Linked DNA regions of Mus musculus: all the other regions are linked to region 5. Evidence: chromatin contacts called from public HiCAR-type and promoter capture Hi-C data. All regions are on one chromosome and are shown on one strand. The core of a region is the stretch at or near the end of the contact, and the rest is flanking DNA. Distances in the headings are between cores, read along the strand shown.

The links. Promoter capture Hi-C pulls out the DNA fragments that hold promoters and counts their contacts. HiCAR-type assays count read pairs that join an accessible place to other places.
Region 1: a promoter capture Hi-C map of pre-B cells shows a contact between it and region 5, with 4 times the contacts expected there. The contact joins the promoter of Dtwd1 here to the promoter of Zc3h6 in region 5. A contact is called at or near these places in 2 of 39 promoter capture datasets (the C10 cell line and pre-B cells).
Region 2: a promoter capture Hi-C map of pre-B cells shows a contact between it and region 5, with 4 times the contacts expected there. The contact joins the promoter of Pank2 here to the promoter of Zc3h6 in region 5. A contact is called at or near these places in 2 of 39 promoter capture datasets (liver and pre-B cells).
Region 3: a contact with region 5 is called in a HiCAR-type map of astrocytes, with 4 times the contacts expected there. The contact joins the promoter of Sppl2a here to the promoter of Zc3h6 in region 5. A contact is called at or near these places in 2 of 39 promoter capture datasets (liver and pre-B cells) and 1 of 115 datasets of contacts at active chromatin or transcription factors (astrocytes).
Region 4: a contact with region 5 is called in a promoter capture Hi-C map of pre-B cells, with 4 times the contacts expected there. The contact joins the promoter of Gabpb1 here to the promoter of Zc3h6 in region 5. A contact is called at or near these places in 3 of 39 promoter capture datasets (the C10 cell line, embryonic stem cells and pre-B cells) and 2 of 115 datasets of contacts at active chromatin or transcription factors (astrocytes and thymic regulatory T cells).

What each region holds. Positions count from the first base shown.
Region 1 is chr2:126,149,958-126,155,483 of GRCm38.p6, reverse strand. It overlaps Dtwd1 (DTW domain containing 1), which reads right to left and starts at 3,343. Exons shown (of 5, transcript NM_026981.2): 1 at 3,270-3,343; 2 at 624-938. The coding sequence starts at 887. Fam227b (family with sequence similarity 227, member B) reads left to right here and starts at 3,480. Exons shown (of 17, transcript NM_029455.3): 1 at 3,480-3,573.
Region 2 is chr2:131,260,215-131,265,285 of GRCm38.p6, reverse strand. Pank2 (pantothenate kinase 2) reads right to left here and starts at 2,786. Exons shown (of 7, transcript NM_153501.2): 1 at 2,471-2,786. The coding sequence starts at 2,717.
Region 3 is chr2:126,930,244-126,935,039 of GRCm38.p6, reverse strand. It overlaps Sppl2a (signal peptide peptidase like 2A), which reads left to right and starts at 1,805. Exons shown (of 15, transcript NM_023220.2): 1 at 1,805-2,093. The coding sequence starts at 2,028.
Region 4 is chr2:126,672,004-126,677,272 of GRCm38.p6, reverse strand. Gabpb1 (GA repeat binding protein, beta 1) reads left to right here and starts at 1,681. Exons shown (of 9, transcript NM_001271468.1): 1 at 1,681-1,917. A630026N12Rik (RIKEN cDNA A630026N12 gene) reads left to right here and starts at 1,986. Exons shown (of 1, transcript NR_166192.1): 1 at 1,986-5,269.
Region 5 is chr2:128,964,446-128,969,566 of GRCm38.p6, reverse strand. It overlaps Zc3h6 (zinc finger CCCH type containing 6), which reads right to left and starts at 2,165. Exons shown (of 12, transcript NM_178404.3): 1 at 1,731-2,165. The coding sequence starts at 1,762.

The DNA.
Region 1 (5,526 bases), core at 2,094-4,593, 2.8 Mb after region 5:
GCCTGTCCCCCAACCCCCAGTGACACATTTCCTCTGCTAAGACCACACCTCCTAAACCTTCCCAAAAATTTCCACCAACTGGGGACCAAGTATTCAACTATACGAGTTGATGGGACCATTTTCATTTAAATCACAATGGTCCAGACGATTTTAGGATTAAGAGAGACTTACTCCTTACTCCCAAGCAGGCTGAACGTTTTTTTAAAACTGAAGTAGAATTTAGAAACAAGATCGTCTAGATTTTCTATTTCTCATATTAAATTTTATATGCAGGCAAATAAAGTAAATATACTTTAGAAAACTATACAGTTGCTCAAATCCTTTCTTACGTACTTCTAACAAGTGGTAGGCAAAGCAAATGATTTGGGAAATAATCCTGTTGTTAAATTTCTATCAAAACAGTAGCTCTATAAATATAACTTTTTCTTTCTGATCTACATTTCTTTTTTCAGAGCATTGGAGTCTGTGATCATAACAGAGAGCATAACAGCAGGCAGGCAAGGTGCTGGAGCGGTGTATATATGTGCACACACACACACACACACACACACACACACACACACACACACACACAGATGGTCTCTTTTTAAGTGCATTTTTCTTCTTTCCCACGAGCCTCTTACCTGCACACATGGGATCTGCTCGGTGGGCACGTTTCCCACTGGGACACAGCATGTGTAGCAGTAGAACATCCTTGAGCCACCACATTGGCGACACCGGGACCTCCCACTTTGTTGAGCCTTACGCAGCACTTCCTGAGACGCTAAGCATAAGTTTTGAAGGGGGTCTTCTGAAGCAATGGAAGTGGTTTGTGACGGTTTTGTTTCTACACAGTTTGCATTATCTTCTTTACTTTCTTGAGGAACTACAGATGGACTGAGAGCCATTTTCCCTTTGAACCAAAATATTCTGTTTCTAAAGCATGTATCATAGGTACACTGCAAAAATTAAAATGAGAAGGAATGAAATGTCAACATTGTACTGTCATTACAAATAAAATTGCCCAGTATGTTACAGTTAGCTTTAGTACTTATCAACAGATATTAATAAGTTCAAAACCCACTAAATTGATATGCTTGAAAATACAAAATTAAAAACCAACTCAAAAAAGCAATTTCAGTTACTCTTTCATTAAAAAATGGAAATGTCTATATTAAAATGATTTCACATATAAAATTTAGACATTGACAATCCATTCTGATAGTACCCATTTTGTCCCAAATATAGTAATTTTGATTTAAAATATTAATAATACAAGACTTTCTGTTACTATTGTACAGAAATACGTTCAACTATATAAATTGAATTGGCATCCTATGACACCAACACTCATGATAAATCTAAATAAAACATAAAAGTCTATAATGGTATGAGTAAAATCAGTTGGGTATTGTGAATACACACACACACACACACACACTTTTCTTTTTTCCCTGGATTTCTGACTTAAAACTCCTTTCTGAGGAGGGGTAATAGAAAGTTCAACTTAAATTGTCCCAGTATAACAGTAGATGAATACCGGATTCTGCCTTATTTCCTCCCTTGGAGGGAGGAAAGCCAAAGAACCTGACAGGCCCTGAGGATTTCCTTTCACTCGGTTAGCAAGTAAGCCTATAAAACCCTCTCTAAAACCCCATCAGGACTTCCGGTAGCTTCTGGACAGTTGATGATGCAAGGGCATCCGCTCACTGTAAGGAAGCCCACCTCGGCTGCACAGGGAGGAAGCACCTGTGCTCTAGTCCCTTACCTACTCCACCTGCCTGTATGTTTAAATCTGTTAAAATCGCCTTTATAATAACCATCAAATGCAAGCATAGTGTCCCCTGAGATCTGTGGGCCACACAAGCAAATCAAATGCATTTGAAGAGGGGATGAAGGACTCTCAGCTTGTAGCTAGTTGGAAGGGAATTCTGATGGTTCAGTGTGTGACTTGGAAGAGGCTGGGACAATTTTGTGACTGAATTGTCAGCCTGTGGATTCTGACATTGTCTCCAGTAGTATATAATAACAATCAATGACAACAAGGACATAGATGCATGTAAGTATACCTATACTTAACATCAAATACGTGCAGGGCGATGCAGCTGGAGTTGGGTGGGGGAGAGTTGTAAAGAATTAGAAAACAAGGGCGGTTCCTAGGGCAAATAACTAGCATCCTGATGGTCTACTCTGCAAATTGGGCTGAAAAACTTTTTTTTCCACTCAATTTCTCTAAAAATAATGATACTTATGCAGTTTCATCCTGTCTGCTTTGCACATAACATCTATTTTTAGGCTCAAAGTCAGATTCTAACTCAGTTATAAACTCACACAAAGACAATCTTTTACACTTCTGACTACTTATCCCTGGGTCCACATATTTGATATGGACAAACATATTCATTTGGAGGCACTTTTCAATGAGGCAAAAGTACAACTCTTTCCGATTTACCTATTCTTGATTTTTTTTAGATAGATTCAAATACTTATCAACTAAATTGAAACCACTCTGTAGAAGGCATCCAGGACTTATCTTTCTACTCAACTTTGGGGCACTACACAGATCGGCGGAACAAGGCTACTTTTTCCAACACACTAAGCTGATTTGCCTCCCAAGGGAATATTCTTTAAATTTCTCCTATTTTGAATTGTGGACAAATTCAGGACCAGATAAGACTGTTTTCAATATTTGCTTGTGAAGTACTAAGAACTGATCGTATAATTTGATGAGGTACAATATCCCTCTCGCCCCCCCCCCCCTTTTTTTTAAACATCCAAGATACCACCGCCATTTTTTAAACACAGAACTTGACTCCCTTCCCACAGAACACATTATATGACAGGCGAAATGTCTTGGAAATTTTTGCATTTGGAGTTCAATCATAAACAGCCCTGAAATGCTGCAATCTTGGGCTCTTCATCCTTACCCAACCTCGTGGAACTAGCAACGCAAAGTGTTACTATACTTGTCTCACATTCCCAAGAAATAGACACACAAGAAACGCGTCTGCTTATCGGCTGACGGTAACAGCACACATCTGGTTTCCTTTTCCCGCGACCATGCCGAAACCACGCCAAAGCCTGAATTACAGATCGGTGCTCACAGGGAGCTGGCCTTGCCAGGAGTGAGCAACGCCGACTCGGGAAGCCTAATAAGGCTTCATTTAGGCCCCAGACCACTCAAGTCTTGCCCCCACGGGCACGCCACACGCAGCACTAGCCCGCAGTGAGACCTCCGCTGGGCCTGGCCGGCGTCCGGCCCGAGCCACCCGACCCGAGGGGATGCCGACCTGCACCACGCTCAACTCTCGGTCCGTACCGCCTCCGCTCCACGCGCTCCCCCCCGGAGCGCTTTCCGCAGAACACCGGAGGGCGGGGCCTGGCGGTTGCCAGGGCCACGGGGAAGCTGACCACGGCGCATGCTCAGAGGGAGAATCCCGTGGGCGAGCAGGAGGAACTGGTTCGGAAGTCCCGCCTTCGCTTCCCGGGTGACCTGTTCCAAAGGAACCGTCAGCTTCCTGCTGTGCCGCCCGTTGTGGGCCCCCAGCGCAACTGGGGACGTGTTCCGGAACAGCCTTTTCGAAAGTAGTTTCTGTGAGTTAGTGAGGAGCTAGTAACACCGCTTTACCTCCCCAAATACTATATTTACGAGATCTCAGACTTGTAGCTTTAGGTGGTTGGTAGTTCAAGCTTGATAGACTTCTTAGGAAAACCGTTTATGCATTTTGTGCTTTGCTTACAACACGCAGAGTTGACACCTACTGTATTTTTCTTTTATTTTTTTTTAAAGTCTAATATATGTGGATAAGTGATTAAATTATTTTTCTATGCTCCACCTCAAAGAAACCTAAACAATAGTTGTTAAATTAGAAACAAAACTGTCATATATCAAGCAATTTGTTTAATGAGTGGAGAATTATGAAATTAACCAATGGGAGAAAAAGAACAGCCTTGTGTGTAATCACGAATGACAAGCCAGGACACTGATATTTACCACACCAGAATTTATATAAAAGTTTTAACAGAAAAATAGACAATGGTTAACATGAATTCCCAGGATCACACCTGTAAGTAGGAGAAAGGCCCATTTCCAGCCTGGTCATGAGTGGTAGCTTCTACTTGAATAGGAGAGACAGAGACAGACAGACAGAGAGACACAGAGAGGAAGAAGAAGAAGAAGGAGGAGGAGGAGGAGGAGGAGGAGGAGGAGAGAGAGAGAGAGAAGAGGAGAGGAAGAGAAGAGAAGGGAAGGGAAGGGGAAGGAAGAAGGGGAAGGGAAGGGAAGAGAGAGGAGGAGAGGGGAGGGGAGAGGAGAGGAGAGGGGAGGGGAGGGGAGGGGAGAGGAGAGGAGGAGAGGAGAATCCCTTCTGTCACTCTTAGCAGACTGAATAGGTCCCTTAATGTTTTGGAGACCTCAACTCGAGCCAAACTGGTATTCCTGATTTGGATACAGAAAAGGAATTTCAGAACTAGTGAGAGTGAGGTAGAAATTAGACCATGGATATTTGAATTTAGACTTTAAGCAAAAATGTTTTAATAAAGAGAGGCATGCAGAACAAAAGTCATTCTAAATGTCAGCCAGTCCACTATACCTTCACTTATCAAAACAGAAAAAGAAGTTACTAACCTTTTGAGACGCAATGTGAGAGCCACCAGAATGGTATTCATATATGTTGAATGCTAAAACAGTTGAGAGTCTACTTTGAGACCCACATTGACATGTCTACCTGCCTTAGGAATTAAGCTTTAGTTATTTGTGCACAACATCACAGTTAGGCATCAAACAGTGAGGGCCTGAACATCAGAAAATGGGATATTTGACTTTTAATTGTTAGCCCTTTCAATTTTTGGCTTTGTTATTGTCATCTTTACACCTTGCCCTGGAAGTGCTTACATGTTAAGTATGGGTAGTACAGGAAACATTATGACAAATTTTAGGAACCTCAAAAGAGGCTGGGGGAGTCCATGAAGCCAAATCCTGATGAGTGGTTGGAGTCTAGGGAAGAATTTCCAACTGGACAGGGTGTTGCATAGGATATGTCGTTTCACATCTTGACTTATTTATAAACAACAATAAAAACTTAAGTCAAAACTATACTTTAGAGCCAGCAGTGATAACTCATATCTGTATTGGGGAACCAGGAGAATCAAGAGATTGAGACTATCCTAGCACACATAGTAAGTTTCAGGCCAGTCTAGACTGGGGAAGACACTGTCTAAAACAAAATCCCATATTTTTTAAATAATGAAATTATTCATGGCAGAAAGTCATTAGGCTTAGTACATTATACTTAGTAAAGTACTATCCAATAGAACTTTCAGCTGCATGTATGTACATATATACATATGTGCATATATGCATAGATATGGCAAGCATTCCTATGTTCCAATGTTCTAGGTTGCTATGTCTGTGTAACTAATTACTCCAAAGTACAGTAGTTTGAAACAACCATGTGGTCTAGTGCATAATGGATTGTTTTGTTTTCTCTTGTAAGTCAAATGGAAAGACTGAGCATACTATCAGGGTGCCTATTAATACATTCACGA
Region 2 (5,071 bases), core at 1,537-4,036, 2.3 Mb before region 5:
GTGTGTGCACGGGTGTAGCTCCTCAGGTGCCCTCTACTTTTTGAGCTAGTGTGCCTCACTGGCCTGGAACTTTGCCGAGTAGGCTACACTAACTAGCCAGTGAATTTCTAGGGATCTGTCTGCTCTCCCATGTGGCCATCAATGGCACAAGCCACTGTACCCCTAGCTTTTTTACCTGGGTTCTGAAGCAAGCAATTTACTGAACAAGCCATCTCCCCAGCCCTGTAGGCCATTTTTACATTCAGTACTTGCTAGTCATAACTTTTCCCAAGACAGCCTTGAACACACACATACACAAGTCATGTTTATTTTGGTCTAAAGCAATGGGAAAAAAAGAACAATTCAATAAAACAGTAGATAGAGCCAGGCAGTGATGGTGCATGCCTTTAATCCCAGCACTTGGGAGGCAAAGGCAATCAGATTTCTGAGTTTGAGGCCAGCCTGGTCTACAGAGTGAGTTCCAGGACAGCCAGGGCTACACAGAGAAACTCTGTCTCAAAAATAACAAAAAACAAACAAACAGAAACCAGTAGATAGAAGGAAAAGCACAAAGGCTAAAAAAATTCCTCAATTGCAGAGTAGCTACTTGTCAGTGGGCACCATTCTTTTGGTCAGTGAAACAGACTATCACCACATACCTACCACAGGAGTTCACCAGGCTGAATTGTGCCAGACTAACAACTAATCAAAAACAACACTGCAAATTTGGTGACATAATCATCTACATATGGCTAATTGTCACATTAACCCTCTAACATTGATGCTCAGGTTAATGTAATACAAACCCACAAAGGAACTTCAGGTTTTTCTGTTGCTTAGAAATCAGGTGCTTGATGCACAGCCTATAACTTCAGCACTTGGGAGCTAGAGGAGAAGATATCCTGGAACATGAGATTGTCTTAAAACAAAAACAAAACTCAGGTGCTTGGACTGGAGATACTATATACAGCTCAGAGACAGAACATTTACCACATGTACAAAGCCCTGTGTTCCAACCTACAACTGAAAGAAAGGAGAAAGGGGAAGAGGAGCCTGGCACTGGCACAGTATATACCCAGCACTGAAGGGTCTGCCCTGAGGACGAGGCCAACTTGGGTAATTCATCAGACTGCTCTCAGCCGGGCGTGGTGGCACATGCCTTTAATCCCAGCACTCGGGAGGCAGAGGCAGGCGGATTTCTGAGTTCGAGGCCAGCCTGGTCTACAGAGTGAAGTTCCAGGACAGCCAAGGCTACACAGAGAAACCCTGTCTTGAAAAAAACCAAAAAAAAAAAAAAAACAAACAAACAAAAAACAAAAAAAAAACAAAACAAAACAAAACCTGCCCTCAAGTCTGACAACCTGAGCTCCATCCCCAGGACTGGGCAAAGTTGTCCTCTGACCTACACCAATACAGACACACACGATAAATAAGTGTAATAAGGAAGTTATTTATCAAGCAAACGATTCTACAACAGGAACTCTTTGAAAATCCGTTTTCCTTTTTTCTTTTAGGACAGGGTCTTAAATTTCATATTCCTCTGCCTCCACCTCCCAAGTGGCTGGTATTATAAAATCTCTTACAAGTCGAGAAAAGAAAAAAAAAATATATACATATAGTGATATAAAGTACTAAACATACATACATACATACATCCTCCAAACCTTCCATGGCAAAACAGAGCTACATCCAATCGCTCAAATCATCGATAAAAGCAACTGGGGTGGGGGTGAGCAGGTAGGGCTGGGCGCGGACTATCCAACAGACCTCACACATCAAGCCACTTCCCGTAATTCTCATAGCCTGCCTGCACTCAGCATTTACCTTCCTCATACCGTAATCTGATATCCAGGTCTTAACCACATGTAAAACACAGACAGCTATGCTGAAAAGTTCCTATTACAGTATTAGGACAATTGACACTTTCAGCAGTAGTCGTGGATGCTAGACAACAGCCCTAAAGGCTTTAAAGGGGAGAAAACACACAAGACAAGAAACACAAATTGGTAATAAAATGAGAACCCGATTCTCTGAAAAGAGTAACTCCCTAGGCTTAAGAGTAACTGAGGAACAGGTCGACTCCCTTCCAAAGAAAAGGCTTTACTGCCCAGAATGCTATGGCTGAAACCGGAATTCCCGTGAACTAACGGAAGGGAAACGGGGGAAAACCTCTGGATGCGAGATGACCTGAATTCTCTCGGGAAGAAAACCGAGCAAAGCTTAGAAGCGTATCGAGCCCAGAGTCGAGTTTTGGGCCTGCTGCGCCTCAGGGGCATTTTCTAGCAACCTCCAAATTAATCACCATAGAAAAGGCTTCAGTTGTGAGCGCGATGGATGATTCAAAGGGACTTGGGAGAGGAGGAGCCTTCTCAAGAAAAAAAGAGGGAGTCTCAGGAAAAGAACACCCCAGGGGACAGGGAGGAAGTGGCGGGGAGCCCTCGCGCGGGCACCGCCGGCGCGCAAACAACGACGGCCGTGCCGGGGCACTTACGCGGCCGCCTCTTCCGGAGGCCTTCGGCGCGCGGGCGGCCGGCCGAGGTGGAGCCGCCTAGAGAGCCGGGCCGCTCCCGTCTCACACTCTCCGCCTCCCCGGACCCCGACGGCGCCGCGCTACTCGCCCGGCGCCTCAGCGGGTCCCGCCTCCGCGCTTCCGAGTCCGCAGACTCGCCGACCGCGGCTGAGGTGGCGGCAGCCCTGCCCTGGCGCTCCATAGGCGCGCCAAACCGGCCCGCTCCCATCCGCAACAGCCGCCGCTGCCGCCCGAGCCAGCCCCCCAGCGCCGCCTTGCCGCCTCCGCGCAGCCCGCTGGAGCGCAGGCGCACGCCGGCTGCCGCCTTTTCCGTTGCGCCAACGTGCAGCTAGCCAATCCGAGCTGGCTAGGGGCGGGTTCCAGAGGTCTTGTCCAATAGGCTCCCAGACTCCAGCCGAAGAGACCGCGCCACCATCCAACGACAGGCACTCTGGACGGATGAAGGCGGGGTCAGCGCAGGCTGGGAGCGATCGTGGAGGGGCCCAAAGGATTTGAGTGAGGGGCGCCCTCTCTTGTGCATCCGCGAGAGCGGTGGCCAAGCTGCTCCCCTATTCCCTAGAACTCCAGGGAGTCTACTATCTCTTCTCTGTTCACGAATCACTCCTTCCTCCCGCCCAATAGAGCCCCCGAAGCTACTGAGAAGTGTTAACAGAAGGAAGGACTCTGAGCTGCGACTAACCTTAGCCTTTGTCCCCGGGTCTGGTTCTATAGCTGCAGTAGGAGCCACACTACAGTCCACAAAGTACAAGCACCGTCTCTTCCTTTGTGCTATGACTTCATTCCCAGTACCAGAAGGAATGAAAAGACTGAGGTTTGTCTCCATGACAACTGGCGGGAGGAGGTGGATTCTAAATCCTTCACCTACTCCCCTTCCTGAAGAAGGCAGTATGAAGGCTTGGAAGTTAGGTTGGTTGGGGTTGTTGTTGTTGTTGGGGTTTTTGTTTGTTTGTTTTTCTTTAATGTGTTTGAGCATTTTTCATGCATGTATGTCTGTGACCCTGGTGTGTGCCTGATGGTCGCTGAGGGCAGAAGAAATCGAGGGATTTCCCCATATGGATCCCAGGAATCTAACCCAGACCTCTGCAAGAACAGCAAATGCTCTTAATCACTGAACCATAGCTCCAGACCCCTGGGTTTTTACAGAAGATGGATTTTTTTTTTAAATCGTTTGCCCTTCCCAAGTGCCCTAACCCTTGATATCCCACCCAGATATACCCCTGAAGCATTCCCTCAGTCCCTCAATTTTAAGTGACTGAGGCTTTCTCACAATTTCCTAAGTACCTTTCTTGGGAGGAGATAATGTCCCTTGAATAACAGCCCTCTTACCTTCTAACTTACTCCCTCACTAATAGTTCCGGCCTGAGCTTCTCTTGTGAATGCTGAAAAACACTCCCATACTTGCTCCAAACTAGTACCCCACAGTGTAGAATTAACTCTGGAAACCTTATTTCCTAACTTGAAATTCCAGCTTCCGCAGGAACACACACACACACACACACACACACACACACACACACACTGGATCTAACAAAAATCAGGAATGCCCATAACAGAGTAGGACTGCTCTTCAGAAGACCAGGAATCAATTCCCAGCTTCCACATGGCTCACAACCCTCTGTAACTTCTGGCCATTCCACTCTCTCTTCTGGTCCCCCTAGAGTACCAGGCAGCCACATGCTGAAGTAAGAATGCATGCTGCCAGCCTCTCATGCTGTCTCTGTCCCGTGTGTAGCCATTATACCGACCCAAATCACTGGGCTAGAGCCTGAGGAAAGCTCCTTTTAGGCTTTAAGCTAAAATCTTCAGACATCATTGGAATTCTGAATTATGTGTAAACAATAAAGACAAGATAGATGAGACAAAGTGAGAGCCATCAAAGCCCTACTGCTGAACTTAGCATCCCCCCCCCGCCCCCCACCTCCTAGGGCTGGGCATCCAGCCGGAGTGCATTGGATCTACAAGCCTGAAGTGCTTGCTATCAGAGGAAACTGTGTTCTTGCTCCTGGTGTTATCTGCAGACTGGTTAGCTGACTTTTGCCACCATGCCTGGCAACTGAACACACCTCCCTTCTTGTTGATAAGAACGAGGCCCTCTTAGCTAATCCATCTACATTTGTGGCTGCTGCCCCTGTAATGACAGCCACCACTCCCTGCTCCCGCTCCCACTCCCGCTCCTGTTCCTGCTCCTGCAGCCTCAGCCAAAATCGAAGCCAAGGAAGAATCAAGCCAAGGAAGAATCGGAGGAGTGAATGAATATGGGATTTCAACTAATTACAGAACCTTAACCAATCCAACCAGCTTTATTTGTAAAGTATGGAGATCAAGGCTTAAAGACATTTAGATGATGAGGCGACTTACCTAAAAGCAGATAAATTAAAAAATGACAGAGAACAGGGAGAGGAGGATATAGCTCCAGTAGAGAGTCCTTCAAATAGGGGAAGTCTTAGATTCAGACTCCATCATGGCAAAAAGAGAATAGGCAGGGAAGTTATACTATTCTCTGCCTGCATAATCAAAAGAAGGCAGAGACTGGAGCCAAGCATGGTGGTCCATGCCTGTACC
Region 3 (4,796 bases), core at 556-3,055, 2.0 Mb after region 5:
CCTCTTTTGATCTCTGTAGACACCTGCACACACATAGTAGACATAAGCTCATGTAGGTGTCTATGAAAGTACACACACAAATAAATATTTAAAAAACATATCTTCCAAAGAACAGAGGTTTTTATTTTGGTGAAGTGAATTTGATTTTATTGTTGTATAGTTTTTCCTTTTTTCGTGTCCTATTTTAGGAATTCTCATCCAACAAGAAGCTCTTAAGAGTATAAATGTTCCCCTGAGACAACTTAGAAGGTCAGGAGTAAGATTTATTTGAGCTAAACTGAGGTAGCAGTATGAGGTCTCTGGAATGCTCATTCTCTGATTCTCGGATTCAATAGGTTTGGATGGTGATGCTGAAACTGCAGTCAGGAGCCGTGGTCCAGGCCAGCACTCTGAAACACTAAATAATGAAAGGTTTTTAAGCTTGGCTGTATATTAAATCTGGAAATGTTTTTAAAATCCAGATATATTGCTCTCATCAGATGAGCAAGTATCTAGGATCCCAGTGGAAAGGGGAGATTAGCTTAAACATCAGTGTCCTAGAAGGATTCTAAAAGTGGCTGAGAGTAAATGCAACAATGCTTGACAGGCAGTTTCTGTCTAGGGGGTTCTTACAGCTGGTAGGGTTACAAATAGATTGAAACTGGACCAGAGGGGGAAGCCAGGGGACAGACAACTACAGAAAAAACCCACGCAGAACTGTGGGAGAGCTTCCTTCAGGAATTCCCCCAGGAAGATGCCAATGAGGAAGTCTCAAGTTCCAAGCTGTGCAACTATTTCACCCTCTGCCTCTTCTCACTCTCCCCCTCTCCTAACTTCAGCCAAGGTCCAGTTCTGTAGTTCTGTAGTTCTGTAGTTGCCTCCCTTGGCTTTCAGACTAATGCTTCCTTCCTCTTTGCCTAGCTGAAATTAACTTGCACAGAAGGTAATAGTCAGTTATACTCAGCTAGGGCTGGTGTTTTTTTTTTTTTTTTTTTTTTTTTTTTCTCTTCCTGGTGCCCTATTTTTACCTCCCTTGGATCCTTGTGGAGTTCCTTGTGAAAGGTTGCTTTGTAACAGTGTTTGCTCACACATCTGTAGTCCTTGCTGTGTCCCTCCTTTAGGATAACAGGAACACTGTCCTATTCAGTGTTTGGTATTAAATAGTCATCCAACAAATATTTGACAACCTAGTATACACTGGATATTCTGTGTGTAAGGACACAGCAGTCAACAGAGCAAAGAGGGATCCTTCCATTAACTGGATAGCAGCATGGGAGATACATAGATGAGTATAAGAAAATGGGGGGAGGGACCCCCAAAACCTCAGGCATGGTGACTTATGCCTATGATACAGGAAGATCTCTGAGTTCTAGGCCATCATCTTCAAAGTGAGTTCAGTACTAGTCGAGGATGTTTCCAAAGAAAGCAAGAACAACAACAGCAATAAATAAATAAATAAATAAATAACAAAAAGAAAAAAAAAGCTATGAAGGTTACAAATAAATCATAGCATGAAAGTGAATTAAGGGGTACTTAAGATGAAGTGTACTAGGAAACCCTCTTTAGGGAGGAAGTGTTAAGTAAGTGATAAGGGAACACCAAGAGTGTATTCCCCAGAGACTGCCCGCCTGGAGGGTCTGTGGATCTTAACGGGTGGGAAAGTAGAGAAACCAAGGACAGAGAAAACAGGGTGAGGTGACGTAAACTTAGCAGCAGAGGAAGAGTTTTGATTTGTGCTGCCAAGTGTGGAGAGGAGCCTCGTCTGGGTTCCGTATTTACGAAGATCGCCCCGAGGCTACGTGGCAGAGGCCAGAAAGGAAACTGAAACCCGAAGCTCCAGTGGCTTGGAATGGGCGGCGGCCGCAGTTAGGGGGAACCGAACGAGAACCCAGGATTTACGCAGCTAAAACGGCTCTGCCAGGAGCTGACAGTACCCACAGAGTCCCGGCCTAGCGTTTCGCGGGAGGGACCGGAAGAGGAAGTCGGGGCTGCACCCTAGAGGTCCGGGTGCCGCCAGCGCAGCCTGAGCCTAGCTGCCCGCCCGTGGGATGGGGCTGCTGCACTCGCTGCACGCTCCCGCGGCTGCCCTGCTCTGGAGCTGCCTGCTCGGACTGGTGAGAGCCGCACTCCCCTCCCCTCCCCTCCGCTTTTCCCTCCCCTTCCTCCCGCTTCCTCCCCCTCCCCCTCCATCCCTTCCTTTCCCTCTAACCTCCTCCGGATTTCCCTCATCCCTCCTCCTTCCCTACCTCCCCCTTCCTCTCCTTCTACCCTGGCTTCCCATTCTCCCACTGCCCGGGCCCGGTTAACTGCCTTCGTCCTTGAGTCCCAGCATTCCTCACCCGCCCCCAGCCCCCGAAATCCAGCGAAATGCCCAACCCCTGGGAGAAACCCGCGGGCGGGGGTAGGAGTGGGTGGGGAGCTTCCTCCTCCTTGGTCCTGGAGCCCTCTCTATAATTTTTCACTGTGCTGGCATCTTTTCTTCTTAATTCAAAGAATTCACTTCTGTGCTTCTCTGTGTAGCCCAATCTTACTGCTGCCTTTTGCCTAGAAAAAGGCGGATGGAGGGGCCGGTGTGAACAGGGTTCCAGGTGTTAGCGTTCTGGCCTGCTCTTTTGTTGACTGCGCTCACATACATTTCTCTCTATAGCCATATGAATATCTATATACTTTCCTTTCACTCCCAGATAGTGCCTTCTATGTAAGGTACATGTGATTATACTATGGGATTTGTATTATGCTTTTGTTTTCATATAGGTATACTTTAAAATACCTTTAAAGGGGAAATGAGAGGTTTGAATAGTTTGACGTCTAAAAGGGTCAAAGTCTGGTTGAGAAAAAAATAACAAATATGCGCTCACATACCCATATTTGCTGAAATAATGTTTTAAAATTCGGGATCAAAGTAATTTGAGCTCCAATGTGTGACCAAGAAGCTAACTCTCAGTGTTTTAGATTTTGTTTCTGTTCACTTTCTTTTCTGACATTTGATGTTGGGAAATTTGTATCGGTATTGTTTGCACACTGTTGTGTAAACTGTGTATGTAGTTATTACTTAAAAACCATCACTTCTCTGAAAGACTGCTTTGTCACTCTGGGCTTGAAAAGGTCATGGAGAAGGTTTAAGCCCCAAACAGTTTTTTTTTTTTTTTTTTTTTTAAGGTAGCCTTTGGCGTTCTAGGAACTTTGCTGGACAGCATTCGGAGAGAACCCATTCAAAAAGTATTTTGAGGAGAGAATGACAGCACAGTAGCTTTACTTTGTATCTTTAAAGCAGGAACTGAATAACCAGACAAGTGTCATTTAGGTCCAAAGAAAACTCACAGGATATGTAAATGTCTCGGCCCTCTAGCTTAGCTGTCAAGCTTAACTCATTTCAGGGAACTTAAGATGATTAATACGAAATAATGTTTACGTACTTATACCATAGCTCCACTAATTTTTCTCAAGGTAAATCAATATTTAGCACAGTAATACATCTACTCTTGATAAACCCACATTTTTTGGGCACTCAGGAAGCTGAGGTCTGTGGATCTCTTGAGTTTGGAGCCGGTTTGGTCTACAGAGAGTTCCAGGACAGCCTACAGAGAGAAATCTTGTCTCAAGAAAACAAACCAAACCAAACAGAACATACAAAGTGTTAAGTCCACACTGTGGTTGCTATTAAAGAGCTCAGAAGATACCTGGGTAATGATGGATGTCATGGATACAAGGGTAATGACGGCTACCTATGTAGCATGCTATTTTTGTTGTTGTCTTAATTCTTTCTTCAGACTTTTTTTTTCTCTGTAGCCCTGGCTGTCCTGGAACTCACTCTGTAGACCAGGCTGACTTCAAACACACAGAGATCCCCCTGCCTCTGCCTCCTCTAAGAGCCGAGCTTAAAGGCTTGTGCCACCACTGACCTATTTAGCAAGCTTGTTTTAGGTATGGTCCCTGAAGTACTTGGCCTCCCCCAAACAGGGTCTGAAACTGGCTGCCCTTGAGCTCCCCAAGAATAACAGTGAGTCTGACTGTCTGACTGTAGCGTGGGGATTGTAGGCATGAACCACCGTGCTCAAATGGCTTCATAAATGGTAGGCGAGTGCTCGACTGAGCTAAATCCCTAGCCAGCTGAGGAATAAGAGTCTTGTTGTTGTTTGTTTGTTTTGTTTTTAAGGTTTGGAAAGTTGGTAATAGGTTCCCTTGGTTGCGACTTTAAACATGTCCCTTTTCTGAACAAACTATAAGATTTCCAAATATTTTTGTAGTGGCTTTGCTTTTGATTCTTAGCATAAATCTTAACTACAAATATCTATTAATACCTGTGTGAGATAATCTGAACAATGTGCTACCCGGACATTGCCTCTTTCAGTCCTTTAAACTCAGCTTCCCACAGGGTCAGAGTTTGGACAAAATGAAGACAAGTTCTTTACCAGAATGGTACAGCATGGTGCATTTAGCCTAATTCCAGATAGAGTCATCATTCCGTCTGCAAATTCATGAGCCTGCTTTTTTACTATCTGCATTGAGGGCAGCATCCCGCTATTCTGTTCTCTCCCCAGAATGGCCTTGATAAGCTCTTTTTATAGCATGGTAGGCTTTCTCTAGACTGCTCCTCCAAACCTCCAAACTTCTCCTACACACTAATGTCAAAGGCTTATGAACCATATCATCAGCTATAATCTGTCATAAGCAACAACCTACCTCTGCAGTACCATATTTCTCAGCATACTGTTAGTTGTGGCTGCTTGTGTTTTCACTGCTGACCCATTTCCCTGGATCTTGTGTTCTTTTTATTTTTTATTTTTTAAACTGGAAATATTTGGTTCCTTTTAAAC
Region 4 (5,269 bases), core at 432-2,931, 2.3 Mb after region 5:
GATTCCTCTGTAAGGTTACTGTGTGTGTCTGTTTGTGGCAGGGGAATATTCCTGCAATCACACCACATTCAGCTTTTCTGGCATAACCACTGATGATGTATACTCGTCTAGATGCTATAGCACAATTAAGGCAATTAACTATTTACTCAAAATATTATGGAAAGGAATAACAATTTAAAAAAATTCATAAGAGCTGGCAGTATTGGTACACCCCTCTAATCCCAGCACCTGGGAGGCAGAGGCAGGTAGACCTCTTTAAGTTTGAGCCCAGCCTGGTCTACAGAGTGAATTCCAGAGCAGTCAGAGCTTCACAAAGCGAGACCCTATCTCAAAACCAACCAACCAACCAAACCTAACCAAAAACCCCTGAAATAAAATATTAAATAAAAAGAAAAAACATGAACTATGCTCTCCCCATTCTGTTTACTTTGCTATGTCTTACACTGGCTACAAACTTTCACTATATAAATAAGAAAGGCAGCCGGGCGTGGTGGCCTTTAATCCCAGCACTCGGGAGGCAGAGGCAGGCAGATTTCTGAGTTCGAGGCCAGCCTGGTCTACAAAGTGAGTTCCAGGACAGCCAGGGGCTATACAGAGAAACCCGGTCTCGAAAAACCAAAAAATAAGGGCAAGTGTCCTTATCTGAGGACAGACACACACAAACACAAATGAAGTCTGTAAACAATTTGGATCTCATTTAAGCCATTTTGCTCCTAGGTTATTCTCGGTTGTCTCCGATATTCTCATTCCTAGATACCTGACGCCAAAAGTTCCACGGGTAGTGGACTTTTCGGTGAAATATATCAAAGTGGAACTTTGAAAATCGCATGTGAAGTAAATTTATAAGGCTTTTCCTTCACAAATCATCATCTCCCAATCAACTCTTGGTTCATTGAAAGTAAAATACGTCACTAGGCATGGTGGTACGCGCCTTTAATCCCAACAATTGAGAGGCAGAGGCAGGCGGATTCTTTTGAGTTTGAGGCCACCCTGGTCTACAAAGCCAGTTCCAGGTCAGGCAGGGCTGTTACAGAGAAACCTTGCCTCGAAAACAAATCAACAAAAATCCTGACAATACAGACAGGAGAAAAGCGTCACTATTACAACATTAAAAAAAAAAAAAGCCACAGAAACATCCACGTCACACACGACCAGTTTACACCAGGTGAAGAGGACAGGCATCCTTTGTTCCCGCACAGGCCCCACAACCAGCGATTCCGGGTACCTTCCAGGACCACGGTAAGTTAAATCTTAGGTACCCGGCTGCCCTTCCGCCTGCCGGGAATCTGCTAGAACACCCCATAGTCAAGTCCAAGCTCCAAGCGTCCCGAAATGCCGGCACTTTCCGTGTCACGCCGGGGGAGAACTTAGCACACGCACCCCTAACTCCCACACATCCCGCCCCGCGACGCGGCGCGGAACACCCAGCCGCGCACAGGGCCACCGCAGCGCTCACCCCGCTGCCGCGCAGGCGCCGGGCGAGCCGGGACTTGCGGTCGCCCCGCGGATCATTCCGCCGCAGCCTTTGTGTGGCCGAACGCTAGAAATGGCTTATTTCCTTTCTCCCCGTTTAAAGTCAGAAGCAGACCCTCTCATCCCTTTCTCCCGCCGGAACGGGGCTGGGGGAGGGCGGCGGCAGGCTCGCTCCCGGGGCCAGTGGGGCGGAAACGGGCGCGGGTTGGCGAGGCCGCCGCAGGCATGCTGGGAGCTCGGCCGCCGTGTCCCTCCGCGCCGACGGGGACTTTTCGGTGGGGATTTTGGGCGCCGAGCAGACGCGGCATTTTCGGAAAATAGCGCCCTGTGCAGCGAAGCGCTCTGTGTGTGGCGGGGCCGCGTCTGCCCTGACGGCTCCGAGGCGCCGCGGTCCCCGCACCTCCTCCCGCTGCTCCCCCGCCGCCGCTCCCGAAGCTTTTCCAGGTCAGTGCGGGTCTGTGTAGGGCCCTGTTACCACCGGATGTGGAAGTTGATCTCTTCGCTGGTAAAAAATAATTCCACTTCCCCCGGAACCCAGATCATCCCCGCGATTTCCTGTTTATTGCATTAAGGCGCCGGGTTTCCGGGGCTCCTGGCCCCGCTTGTTTGGCGGGGGTCGGCGGGGTCGGCCTGGGTGTCCGTGCTGCCGCCGCCGCCGCCGCCGCGCTTTGTCCGCCCGGCGCTTGGCTTCTGGGAGGGGCGGCAGACATGGTGGCGGCCGCCGCCCCCTCCTCGGTCAGGCGCCGCGGCCTCCTGCGGGCCCCACGGGTCGGGTCTGCGGTGGGGTCGCCATGGCCGTGGGGGTCCGGGCCGGCGGGGCAGGCGGCGGGAGAGGCGGCGCTGTCCCCGCCCGCTCCTTTGTCTCGGCGGCCTGAGGGCCTGGCCTGGCCGGGCCGACGACAAGCGGGAGGGAAGGCCGGGCCGCGCTGCCCCGCTGGGCCCCGCGGAGCCCGGGGCGCTCGGGTTTCGGCCCGAACAGCCGGGTCGGGGCAGGGTAGACGGGCCAGTCCGGAAGGGACGGAGCCTGCCATTCTCAGTGGCCGAGACTTTTGCCCCGGAGACTTCGCCACCGGAACCCACGCGAGCGCGGGTGCGGAAAGAAGCCGCGAGTTTCGTCGGTCATGTCTTGCCTGGGCACAGATCGGTGTTGAGTGTGCTGTTGTGAACCTCTCCCACGGCGTTGAAGCCGCGGGCTTAGCCTTGAAGTGTGCATCTCCAAAATGAGAGCGAAGGAAAGCGGGCCTACCTGCTGGCTTTTTTTCCCTTGAAGCTTTTGCTTTAAGCCCATTTCCACTGTGTCTAGCAGACACATTTGCTTTAAAGCAGGGAGCGAGACCACAGTACTTCTGAAAGAGAGCTTCATAACGTGGGAGTAATTTTTAAGAGTTCTTTCTGCAGACACTGTGGTTTGTTGTCTATTCAGGCAAGTTACTTTCTGAAATGTAATTTTTATCTGGGGGTAAAAAAGAACGGTGGTGTGCTTTTTCTAGGGAAGTAGTGGCCTTCCCAGAATTGAAAACGCACCGAATTTAGTACGCAGACGATAGTCTACCTCACAGAGATTCACCCAGATTAATTTAAATATAACTGATAGCTTTTTGGCTCTTAGGCCTTCAGACTCTGACTTTTTAAGTTTTAAGGGAACTGATGGCTCTTATCCCTTTATTCGCTTTTCTTATTTTGTCAAAAATGAAAAGTAACGTGTCAACTCATGACTTAGGCAAGAGTCACATTGTTTTGCACTTTCGAAAGTCTTTTTTAAAGCCTAGTTTAACAGAAAACATTCTTGAGTCAATTTTTGCAGACAGTCTTGTGATATGCCACATAGCCAATGGAAAACACTGTATGTATATTATGCTTTTTTTAAAAAACATGATATATCCCATCCTTCTATTCAGCATGTTAAGTACAATCAAGATATTGTGAAAGACAAACTGAATGAGAAGAATGATTCTTGTAGTTTGGGGGAGAGGCCTCTAACTTTTTAAAAGATGGCCATTTAGATGCTTAAGCATTGCAGAGATTATAATTTACCAGTAGCCTTGATATCTGGAAATAGTCCAAGTGACAAGACATTTTAAAGTTCCAGTTCATATGCTTAACGATGTACACATATAATCAGCGTGTAAAGACCCGCTTGTAAGTACCTTCTTCACGAGGACACGTGCATCTTAGGCGCTTCAGACTTCCGTGGGAAGTGAGGTGTTTGCCGAAACAAAATGCACATGTAGTTTGCATGTGTAAGTCTTAGCCTCTTCCCTGACTCAGTCTGGGTTTCTTGGGTGTGGGCGATTAATCTGTAATAGTTCAAGATGAGTTTGGGGCTAATGGCTTTGGAAGGAAGCTGAGTTTCCAGTGGTTTCTTAAAACCCTCGTCTGATTCTGTCAGTTGACCTCTGCTGTTTCATCAACAGGAAGCATCTGGCCATTCTTCATGTCATTGTCAGAAAGTGCCAGGTGCATTTTTATGTTTGCTATTATGCATATCAAAATTGGATCTTAATTTTAACCTCGTTTTTATTCCCCTCCCTCCCTCCCCCGGCATTTTAAAAACCCGTGGTATCTCTAGGTATAGGTGAGGCAAACATTACAAATTCAAAAATTGTCACATGAAATTTTAGGTCAGAAATTAATTTTTGAGTGAGCTCAAGTTTCTTGCAAGTTGTCTTGTTAGTAAATGCACTGATGATGTCCAATCCTTATCTCACCGGCTATCTTAGAGACTCATGTCAAGGCAAGTTCCTGGACATCTAGGAACTTGTTTACATATTGACAAATATGACAATTTGACATTGTATACATGTCATATAGTGTACAAATTAAGGTATGTGTTGGGACCCATTCACTTTCTCTGCTCTAGTTTATAAATGTATAATTGCAGTCGTAATATGAGTGTGGGTAGCTGTCCAGTGATCCAGTGGCTTTTTAACTAAAAATTACATTTCAGTAACAAGTGTCTCAACTTGGGGTCAGTTGTAATTAGCATTTTCCTTGTCTGAGGAGGATTGTTCCTTCATCCCTGTAAAAGATAAATCTTGTGTCAGAAGAAGTTAGAATTAGAACCTGTGTTCTCAGCTCTGCAGTGTTGTCCACAAAGGTTAGTGCATTTTTATTTGGACTGTGGATGTTTATGGCAGTAGAGATGTAGGCAGAGAGTAAGTTCTCCAAAGACAAGACTTGATTTATCCTGATAGAAAAAAAGTTGAAGAATACCAGTTGAAGCTTTTCTGGTCACAGGAGCTGATACTGACTCCTGTGTGCCTTAGTTGTCTCATTTGTACAGTAGGAATAATTACATGAATTCTTCCATAGAAAGTGGTCACAATGATGCCTTAGAGCACTGATTCCCAACCTTCCTAATGCTGCCACTTTTTAATACAGTTCCTCATGTTTTGTTGACCCCCTAACCATAAAATCATTTCATTGCTATTTTGTAATTAATTTTGCAACTATCATGAATTGTAATGTAAATATCTGTCACCGGTAGTCTTAGGTAATCCCTGTGAAAGTGATGTTTGACCCCACCCCTCACCCCAAGGGATCACAACCTATAGGTTGAGAACTGCTGCCTTAGGTCATTAATAGATCAGTAAATTTTACTGTTTTTTTTTTTTTTCCTTAATTTCAGTTTAGCTTTAATTTTCCCCAAATCCACTGTGTAGTCCAGGCTGATTTTGAACTTGGAGTAATTCCCTTGCTTCAGTTTTACAGGCTGGGCTTACAGGCATGAGCCACCATGCCCAAGCTAGTACAGTTACTGTGGGCTCTCAGCCCCACTATTGAGAGCCCTTGTAGT
Region 5 (5,121 bases), core at 916-3,415:
TTTCAAAGTCTGATAGCAGCCAGGCATGGCAGTGCACACCTTTAATCCAGCACTCTGTAGGCATAGACAGGCTGATCTTTTTGAGTTCTAAGACAGACTGGTCTACATATCAAGTTCTAGGCCAGCTAAGGCTAAGGAGACCACCTCTCAAAAGGGATGGGGGTAAGAGAAAACCATGGTGTCATTGTTCTGTAGAAGCATTATTTTGATTTCTAAACTTGGTGACACGTTTTATTATGTAAAATACATATTTCTACATATTCAAGTTACACTATCCACTAACATGAGATTTCCTTTCATATTAATGAATTTTAAGTACATCAAGTCACTGGCTTATCAATAGACTTCTCAACATTATTAGTTAATTCTAGGACCTTCACTTTTAAACTTTTTTTAATAGGGCAATATTGGGCTATGAGTGTAGCCAAGTGTTAGAGTACTTGCCTATCACACAAGAGTCCTTAGGTCCATTTGACAGCACTGAAACTACAAAGGTATCATCTTTTTTAAAAAATCATTAAAAATGTCCAGTGCAAGCTTCTGCACTTATGTAAGAGCACTTTTTACTATCTAAACCTTGCTACATGCTTCATTGATGTCTTTCTAGAGAATTATCATTACATTAGTGAAGTTCTTAGGATTTTTTTAAATCCCTTTCAAGGTTGCCATATATTTTGGCATTTAAAATTTCAATGATTTTTGTTGGTTTTTGTTGTTGTTGTTTTGTTTTGCTTCCTTTGTATTTAGGGAAGGAAGGTGAGTGTAATGCTTTATCAAAAGCATATGATATTTATCAGGAATTCTTAAGTCTTATGGGCCACACTAGAACACAATGTATCTGAGACTATTCACAAAGCAATGTGAGGATGTCCACTTTCAAGTCAATATTCTAAGTAGGAATCAGCTGAATGAGATTTGGCACCAGGAGTTTTAATAAAAGTCCTCCTCTGACACCTTTAAAAATTTGTTTATCAATGTCAAGAGTATATTCTGTAAATGCCACCAAACCTTTGAATGGTGCTAAGAATGTGCCTCTCAGAGCACAACAAAACTAAAACTGGAAAATGAGAATCTCAGCTAAATAGTCAAATATTTATTTAGCACCTAGGAAATCAGGTAAAGCTAAAACTCTGCAGTCTACTTGTGTTAACGTATTTAATATGAAAAACTGCCATTTCACTTTCCTGGAGGTTATAGGACTGCGGCAGACACATGGCCTGGGAGTGGGGGATGGGAGGGAAAGAGACTCCCCAACCCCCTCCAAAAAAAAAAAAAAAAAAAAAAAAAAAAAAACTAAACATGTTTATTTTCAGAGGTAGACTCGGGTCGGAGGCAAACATCCACTAGGCCTACTACTGAGCTTTTGGGGCCGGTTCCAACGGGGCTGCCAACGCCGGTCACTGGCCTGGCGGGCAGCGGCCGCAGCCGCGCCGCCGCCCGCGTGGCGCCGACGACTGAGCCGGGCCAGGGGCGGGGGGCTCGCACGTGCCCGGCGGGGGCGGGGCGGCGAGAGCGACGGCGACCCCGGCTCCGGGAGGCGGGCGCGGCCGCTTCGGCCTCCCCCGCGGCGGCCGGCAGGCAGCGGCGGTGGACGAAGGTGCGCGTCACGGAACCGATGGAGCCACACAGAGACGTCTAAGTCATGCAGGAGGCGCCCGGCCCCGGCCCGCTCCCGCCGCCCCGACCCCTCCTCTCATCCGACAGAAAGACAGACAAGAAGGGTTCCCGACCTGTCGTGCCCTGCATGTTCAGAGTCTGTCATGTTTGGTCAAGAACGGGGCGGGGCTGGAGGGCAGGTCTGGAGGCCGGCGGCGGCGGTGGCGGCGGCAGCGGGGCGCGGGGAGGACCCCTGCGCCGCCTGCGGGCAACCCTGTCCCCGGCCGCCGCCGACAGGTGACGAAGTGGTAAAAACTCACGGTTACTAGTGAGCGACACAGACACAGACTTTCCAGTCTATTAACAACCAACGCCAGAGAGATGGGGCTCTAACTGCAAAGACTGGGCAACGGCCCCGCGCTGCCGGCGCTGCCGCTCTAGTCTGTATTCGCCGCCGGAGGCTGAGGCGTGGGAGCCGGCGGGCGGCGTGCAGCGACGCGGGGATTTGGACAGTGGCCGTAACGGTGATTTCTCCTCACCAACATGGCGGCACCCGAAACAGGCGGCTCAGAAAATGGCGCCGGCCGCAACACCTTGCCCGGGACTAAAGGGCAAGTGGAATTCCTCCGCGAGCCGCGGCCCTCTCCCAGCCCGCCGGTGCCGAGCGCACTAGCCATTGGAGGAAACTGCCCGTCAATCACTTCCAGGGGCGGGCCTTTAATACGCTCGCTGCGGCAGCGGAGGCAGCAATCTGATGGGTGTGAGGCCAGGGATGCGGTTCGGTGGCGCGTGGAGTTATATCGGGCGGGGCAGGTCACCCCGCCAGGCCTGCTGTGTCCACCAGGTCCTCTGTGCCCATTTCTCGATGTTCCTGCGAGACTCGTCGTCTAAGGCTTTGGAGTTCCGGACTCATCACACTGTCCCCCTCCACCCCGCCACCGTTAACTGCGCGACAAAGAAAGGAACCCAGGACTGGCGGTTTTCTTTGTTAAAAAGAAAGAAAGAAAGAAAAGCTTTCTTTGTTGCCGAAAGAACTCGGAATCATCCTTAAGCCCTTAAACTTGTAGCTGTTATGTCTCCGTAGTGTAAGGAAGACTGCCTGCCATGCAACTTTTTCTGATACTAAATTCACCCAGTCCTTACTTGACGATTAAAAATAGCTATTGAGGTAATTAAAACATGATCTTGTGTCTGTTAGCGGTTTAGATGTGGAATTCATTCGAGTATTTCATAAGAACAAGACTTCATTTCTTCGTATGTCCATGGCCTTCAGACGTATTTCCATATCCTTCAGAAATAGTCTTGAAATGATGAGTAATGTATACTTAGTTCTGAAGGAAAGTTAATTTTTTTTATTAAAATGATAAGCTTAAATGTCCAATATTTCTAAATACACGACGTCTTTTGTCTTTGATGTGTAAATAACGTGCATTCAAAGAGCAATTGCGATTAGATAAATGTGAAAAGAGAAAAAAAGTTATTTAGTTGAATGCAGCTATTGACAAGACTTGAACCCTGACAGATCTTCACGGCCCATTATAGGAAACTTTCAAAAGGCACATCTGTTTTAACTAGAGAAGCAATATTATTAGTTTTTGGAACTAAAATGTAAAGCCTCTTCATTTAATCGTTTTACTAGGAACAGTGAAAGGCTTTTGAGGTGTAACAGCTGCTCTTCACAACTGCATTTTCTGCTTAGACATTAAAATAATGATTTAGGATTTGAATTTGATTTTTTTTTTTAATAAAAAGAAAATCTTTGAACTGGTACACATTTGAGTATTGCTGTTTTCAAATTCGTTTGGAAGTTTAAACGCACACCAAAATAAATTCTGGGCATTAGCTTACTCAGAAAAACAACTTTTGAAATGTTGCCTCCAGACAAAATTAACATACTGACACACTTGGAAGGTCCAATTGTTGGCTATCTAGGCCAACTCAAGCCACAAGGAAAGGATTCCCTGTGGTGTACTCTATTTGTAAACTTTATATACTTTATAAACCCTCAAGGCAGGAAAGCCACAGCTCTCAGCTGGCTGAACACAAAGCAGTCAGGCCCCGCACCCAGACTTCCCTAACAGCCCTAAAGGTCATCTTCTAAGGGCTACTGCAGTCATTCATTCGCAACCTGAGCTATGAAAGTGGCCAAGAAAGTGCCCTACAAGAAAAAAAAAAAAAATCCCGCCACCCCCTGAAAAGGAAGTCTCATTAGTCCCTGGCTTGTCACAGAAACCAGTTCCTGAGCATGAAAACCAACAAATCCCTGAGCAGAAAAATTCACCAATCCCTGAAAATACCAAACTCTGGACTTGAAATCCCAACAGTCCTCAGCCTGGAAAACTGGACAGCTCCGCCCCCTAAGAAATCCTATGGAAGGCCTGCCTTCAGCTCAGTCAGGGGCTGTTTTCTCACCTGAGCAGAGGCAGCAGTCCTGCGGTTTTCTCTCCCAATAAATCCCTTGTGTGAGGTTTGTTGTACTGTGTGACTTTGTGCCTCCCAACTGCGAGGATACCTTTCCTTTCAGACCTACAACATTTCCATCATCCGCAAAGAGTATTTCCTCGCCATTTGTTACCCTCTGTTGACCTCAAAATAGAAGATAACCTGGAATCTGCTCAGCCCTTTCCTCTTTAAAAGAAATCGCTTGTAGACTTTAGAATTTAATTCACCTCTGAGATTACTAAATTCTGTGACCAGAGCTCATTGATATTTTTTAAAGCCATCCCTGTACTTAAAACTGAGAGTTGCACTCTTTTATATTTAATATTCTGAGTATATAATAGCCACTCGTTCTGTGTATGTTGGGGCAGCTGTGTGGAAGTACAAGGACAGCTTGCAGGAGGCCATTCTCTCCTCCCGCCATTTTCTCACCCAGGCAGAGGCAGCCACCCTTCTGGGTGATTGACCTCAAGACATTCAGAGCTTGGTGGCAGGCAGCACTCGGGTTCTCAGCAGCCCCGGAACTGATATCGTAATAGAACTTTATGACTTTCCCTATAGATACCTTACACCTTTGATAGACTCCTCACAATCGGATACTTCTGCTTTCATTGCTGTGTAACAAGCTATAATAATACACTGTTTTAACTTATAGTTTGGAATAGGAAACATTTCCAGAATCCTACACATATTCAACCCATGCTCTAACAAGAGCTAAACTCCCAACACAAGGGTTTGGGGTGTTTGTTTGTTTTCCCAGTCTAATCCTTGGATTCTAGGTTCTCATTCTACACTCACTGAGATTTCCAGTACTAGTGTGTGGGAACCACAGAGGTCTTTGAGCTCTCAGATAAGCACTAGGGAAAGCAGGAATGTTAAACACACAGGGTTGTCCCTTAAAAGGGAAGGGTGCATAACCTGTTATCTGCCCAAAAAGCTGGAATTAGATGAGGTTAATAGTCAGTCAGTCTGGTTACCTTTGAGCTAACTGTATGGCCAAGATCATACCAGATTCTCCTCTCCCAAGACCTTACCATAGGCTTGTCAATCTATAGAAAGTGTATTTATGGAAGATGTCACATATAG